Linked DNA regions of Sus scrofa: region 1 is linked to region 2. Evidence: chromatin contacts called from public Hi-C data. All regions are on one chromosome and are shown on one strand. The core of a region is the stretch at or near the end of the contact, and the rest is flanking DNA. Distances in the headings are between cores, read along the strand shown. Region 1 holds the start of STK17B (serine/threonine-protein kinase 17B). Region 2 has its middle 35 kb from the start of DNAH7.

What was found. Hi-C and Micro-C count contacts between places; a contact is called where the count stands out from the background.
Region 1: a Hi-C map of fetal liver shows a contact between it and region 2, with 1.6 times the contacts expected there. The contact joins the promoter of STK17B here to the enhancer-like site in region 2. A contact is called at or near these places in 4 of 47 Hi-C or Micro-C datasets (embryonic fibroblasts, epiblast stem cells, fetal liver and 1 more) and 1 of 2 datasets of contacts at active chromatin or transcription factors (alveolar macrophages).

The regions. Positions count from the first base shown.
Region 1 is chr15:100,064,970-100,067,669 of Sscrofa11.1, reverse strand. It overlaps STK17B (serine/threonine-protein kinase 17B), which reads left to right and starts at 1,373. Exons shown (of 8, transcript XM_021074823.1): 1 at 1,373-1,658. It overlaps LOC102157527 (a long non-coding RNA gene), which reads right to left and starts at 1,991. Exons shown (of 2, transcript XR_002339022.1): 1 at 1,902-1,991; 2 at 890-1,689.
Region 2 is chr15:100,020,624-100,023,432 of Sscrofa11.1, reverse strand. No RefSeq gene overlaps it. Among named protein-coding and RNA genes, the nearest start is that of DNAH7, 35 kb to the right of the region's middle. Within about 2 kb of position 1,447, at least 3 of the 83 cell types and tissues checked have an H3K27ac peak or open chromatin away from gene starts, as enhancers often do. A contact at or near this core is called in fetal liver, where this site is marked.

The DNA.
Region 1 (2,700 bases), core at 124-2,623, 44 kb before region 2:
AACAAAAATTGCCGCCACGCTGCAGTCCTGTTAATTCTGGAAGTTACTGGTTCCAGTGCTGGTGTTGAGACTTTTAGGAACTGCCCCCTTGTTCTTAAAAGAAAAGATGGGAACACTCGCTGTTTGTGGACTCTTAGATAATGACAGCCATAAAGTCCATTTCAACTTCCAGGGTTTTTTTTCCCCCCTTTGTTCTAACTTTAGGCTTCTCTGGTCAATCCATTTGTTGGCAACCAGAAACTAGATAGATGGAAGCAAAATACTCCGAGACAAGGTTTAGGGAATAGACACATTAAATGGGAGGAGTCAGTTAAGTAAAAAGGAGATTTGAGTAAATGATGGGCATTTTATGTACTTATCTTGGGGAAAATACAGTATGGAAAAACAAATGGATGGCTCGATGGGAATTTGCTTGGTTTACTGGGATAGAAAAAGAAAACTTTATTTTAAAAATTTTCCTTATTATTGAAGAATAGTTGATTTACAATGTTTCATCATGTTCTGTTGTACAACGAAGTGACCCAATCACACTCATCTTTCTGTGCTGTACAGAAAACCTCCTCTTTAAATGCTGTTTGAGTGTTGAAGTCTTTTGAAAAAGAACCATTCCCCTCCCAATATATTTCCCCAATAGTCCTCTACAATTATTGTAAGTATACTTTGCAAACCAATCCTAGATTATATAGAACCAAAAAACTTCAACTGTGCCTTGCACAGGACTTTCAAATTTTTCATTCTCTTCAAAAGATAACATCCTGAATGGTTTGCTGAGATGCTTTCCCGTTTTCCCTTAGATACCTATAGGCAAAAAACAGCAAAACATCTTATTTGCACTCTCCTAAAACTGCCTTCAGCCATGCCTCAGAAGGACTCAATTCGCTGAAGTGGACTTAGTGGTGGGGCCCAAGTTCCATAAATCCCAAGCGATGTTGATATTTGCAAAGTTATAGTATATGGGGCTCTCCACTGGCCACCTGGTTTCAGGTGATAAGGAAGATGACTAGGAAGAGTTAGGAAAGAGGCACAAAAGTTTGGGAATGAGTTGAAAGCAGCAACTAACTGCTTTTTCCCTCTCCCGTCTGCAGAAGTTCACTCCCTGTGTGAAGACCGGGTGCAGTCCCCTGAGGGGTCCCTGGCAGCGCCTGCCTCACTCCTCGGTCGCAGCAATTACTGGAGCACCCCACCTGCTCCGAAGCTCCTCCCAGCTTCGGATTGCTGGGCGCCGGCCACACCCCCCTTGCCGCCGAGGCCCCGCCCTGCAGCACGCGCCCTGTGCCGGCGCCCCGCCCCGGCGCCCCGCCCCGCCCACACGTGACAGCCCAGCCCTCCACGCGAGTTCGGATTGGCTCTCCCTTCCGAGGGGGTGGGTTCTAGCCTACAGCACTGCCCTGCAAGGCGGCTGCAGTTTTCAAACCTCAACTGTAAGCTCCGGTCTCCGTCTTCGTTGCCGTCGCCGGGAGCCACCTCACGGGGAGGTCGGGTCACAACTGTTGGCCGTTGTCCGGAAGAATAAAAGTGGGTCCTGCCACGTTCGGAGCTATCCGGCACCTCACCGGGATAGAACTGGAGCACGCGTCCTGTCGTGGCCACCGACGTGGGGCAGAACGGGAGCCCCCTTGGAGGGGGCGGCCGCGAAGGAACCTGCTGCGGCCCGAGCGGTCAGTGTCTTCCGCCTCGCGCGTCGCGGTCCTGCGAGGATTGGCGGGTGGGCTCGGGGCTGCGACTCCAGTCCCCTGAATCGGCCCCCTTTACCCATGGAACAGAGACCCCCCTAATGTGGGAGGGGTCCAGGGGAGGGAGGTCCAGGTGTTGTGGGCGGATCCAGGGTCCCCTCGGACCCCTAGCCTGGGGAAGATGGGCTCACACACCAACGCCCTTCAGGTGCCCCGACTGCTCCGAACCTCTCGCCGTGTTTCGGCTGAAGTTCTGCTTCCCGGATTCCCTCGGGTTCGGCGCCGGCGGCGACCGGTGGTCCTCCCAGTACCTTTCTCAGCCCAGCCCGAGGAGTTCGGCCCGTGTGTAGAGAGAGAGAGAGTGTGTGTGTGTGTGTGTGTGTGTGTGTGTGTGCGCGCGCGCTCGTGTGTCTGCGCGTGCTGTAGCCTGCCCGGCTCAGACTCTCCCCCGGGCGCGTCCCGCGGGGGCCCCCTTTGCGACCGGCTTACTTGCGTCCCTTCCACGTCGCGTCGACGTGGTCCTTCCTTCAGGTCCCTCCCGAGTTCACAGCTGTGATGGGGGTCACAGGACGTGTTCACGTCTGGACTCATGGGCACGTCCTGTTCACAGCTGACTTTCGTCTGGAAAAAGTTTGTGCTCATCTTGTGGGGCATTTTCAGTTACTGCTTGTCAACAGTTTTTTAAAGGTATTGAATAGAGAAGTCAAATTGCAGTCGTTTCAGTGGTCTTCGGCGATCTGATTTTATTTTGACACTATGTAAACCTCAAAGTGTACAACGACCCATCCTCAAACTATACAAACAACTATTTTGACAATTACCCAGCTCTTTGTTTTAATGTACGGAAAAGCATTTCATTTGAGTCCCCTCAGAGGGATAAGTGGAGACAAAGTTGAAAGAGACTTTATGGCAGCTGGTAGCTGACTTTAGTTCTTCTCATGTCTGGAATGGAATTAGAGGTACTTCAACATCACTTTGCCAATTGAAATTAAGAAAAACAATATTTTGAAACCACATACTGATCAAA
Region 2 (2,809 bases), core at 198-2,697:
TCTCCCAGCCTTCTCAGCCCTAGATAACCACTAAACTATTTTCTGTCTCTATGGCTTTGCCTCCTCTGTACATTTCATATTAATGAGGGCAGAAAATAAATAATCTTTTGTGACTGACTTCTTTGACTTAGCATAATGTTTTCAAGGGTCATCCATAGGCTAGTATATGTCAGCACTGCATTCCTTTTTATTGCTGAGTAATATTCTGCTGTATGGATAGATCATGTTTTGTCTAACCATTCATCAGTTGGTGAACATTTAAGTTGTTTTACCTTTTTGGCCATTAAGAATAATGTTGCTAGGTACAAGATTTTGTGTGGATATGTTTTCATGTCTCTAGGGTGTATACTAGGAGTAGAATTGCTGGGTCATATGGTAACTCTGTTTAACAATTGAGGAATTGGGAGTTCCTGTTGTGGCTCAGTGGTTAACTAGGAACCATAACGTTGCAGGTTCGATCCCTGGCCTCGCTCAGTGGGTTGGGGATCCGGTGTTGCCATGAGCTGTGGTGTAGGTGGCAGACGTGGCTTGGATCCCGCGTTGCTCTGGCTGTGGCATAGGCCGGCAGCTGAAGTTCCGACTGGACTCCTAGCCTGGGAACCTCCATATGCCAGAGGTGCAGCCCTAAAAAGACCAAAAAAACCAAAAACAAACAAAAAAACAAACAATTGAGGAACCACCATTTTCCAAAGTGACTACATCAATTTACATTCCCACCAATAGTATATGGGTTCCAGTTTCTCAATATCCTTGCCTATACCTGTTATTGATTTCTTGATAATTGCCATTCTAGTGGGTATAAAGTTAAATCTCTTTGTAGTTTTGATTTGCACTTCCCTGATGGCTAATTATGTTGAACATTTTCTCATGTGCTTACTGGTCATTGGTATATGGTCTTCAAAGAAATATCTGTAGAAACATTCTGCCCATTAAAAAAATAGATTACTTATATTTTACATTTATTTTTAGGAGTTCTTTGCATGCCCCAGATACAAATGAGTCTCCTTAATTTTTGAGGAACTTCATCAAAAAATGTATAAGGTAAATCAAAATATCTTGTGTCAGTACCCAAAACTGAGATGCACACATATATGAACAAGTAAATATAAGGTACAATTCTTTCATCTTTTAGCAAGAAAAGCTCCTCATTACTTGCAATAAGAAACATTCAAAGAGCGTAAAAATGTACAAAAGAATGTGCAAAATATACAATAACTGGAAACAGTTAAGCAAAATGATAATTATGAAGCATTCTCCATGACCTTGGATAATTCTATGATACACTAAGTGAAAACGTGTGCATGCACACACACAGTGTAGTTTCAACTAGTTTAAAAAATATATACGTAGGAAAAGTCAAGAAAAAAATATGCCAGGATCCTAATCATATTAGCGCATGGGAATGATATTTCCCCATGCTTTTCAGTTATCTACAGTAAGCATGAATTTCTTTTCTAATCAGACATTTGAAGGGTGGGGGTGAGGCTGTCTTAGCAGTAGCACACAGAAAAGTAAAACTAAAATTATATACTGTCTTTACTGTCAAATTCTGATGATCTTGGAAGTTCTTCATGGCACTGTGTTCTATCTTTTTGAGTAATGCCAGTAAGCTAGTCATCTTACCTACAAAATCCCACAGCCATTTATCTTGGACTGTATTCCTCCAAAAGTTTAAGATACTTCTCAGAGAGGAGCTTGGCACCGTGAAACATATTTCCATGGTATTAAACAATATCTTACAGTGTGAACACATCCCTCCATTTTGAAATATCTGAAATCCTGATCAAGAACAATTTTCTGTGCTTATTTTTTGTTTGTTTGCTTGCTTCATGTATTATTGCAAGAGAGGCCCATAAAGCTTTATTTTGTACCACCGTAACTCTGTGCAGCTTCTTTTTTCTTAGAGGCCAGGGATATTCCCATAATGTAGGCAGGCCGTGGGTCTCTGGCCACAGTTCTTGCAACTGCTATCATTTCAAGACAAACCACTAATTGCTGAGGAATTCGCTGGGAGCTAAAAAAGAACTTTTCTTCACCGTATGCTTCTTGAGATCGCCAGCAGATTTCTCTTGTTCTCAAGCCCCAAGTTCTCATTATCCGCGACACTTTGCATTCCCCGCTCCCCACGTGAATGTATTTTAAGGCAAAACTACTTTTGCAAAACAAAATGTTCTGGTGGGTTTGGATCTGCAGCAAGAGAGTGATGTTGGCGCCGAGCTGTGGACACATGTCCAGAACTGCTGTGTGTAAATGTGATAGCAATTTTGCTAAAAATAAGGACTTTTCTTTGCAATTTATAGAGGTATGGATAGAGGAGAAACTGGAGTTGTCCTTTAGTTTTCAAATGCCCTTTCATTTCCTGCTGTGCTGATGTTTCAAAGCCTCCACATGAATTAAAGTTCCAGTGAGATTTGCCATAGCGGTTTCTTGGGAATGTCCATAAATATTTTTTTGCTTTGGTTTTTGTTCTCAGCAGAAAGTGTTGCTTGTGATTATCCCTTTTCTAAATTATATCTCTTTTTAAGATCTGAAAAAATAAGCTTTTGTGTTTTTCAGGAAGCAAACAATTTTTCCCCCTGCCCTGCTCAGAGCCAGCGTTTTCAATTATTGATTCAACATGAAGGCAAGAGTGAATTTACCAACCCGGTCCTGGTTTAAGTAAACTTTTCTTACATTTTTTTTCCTATAAGTGATCCTTGTTTTAGCAGGTTAATTATTTTACCACATAAAGTAGTCACTGTTGTCAAATCAAGCTCAGGCTTCAGGACTTGCCGTGCCCTGGGACACTCAACTCCAGGCTTCAGCAACA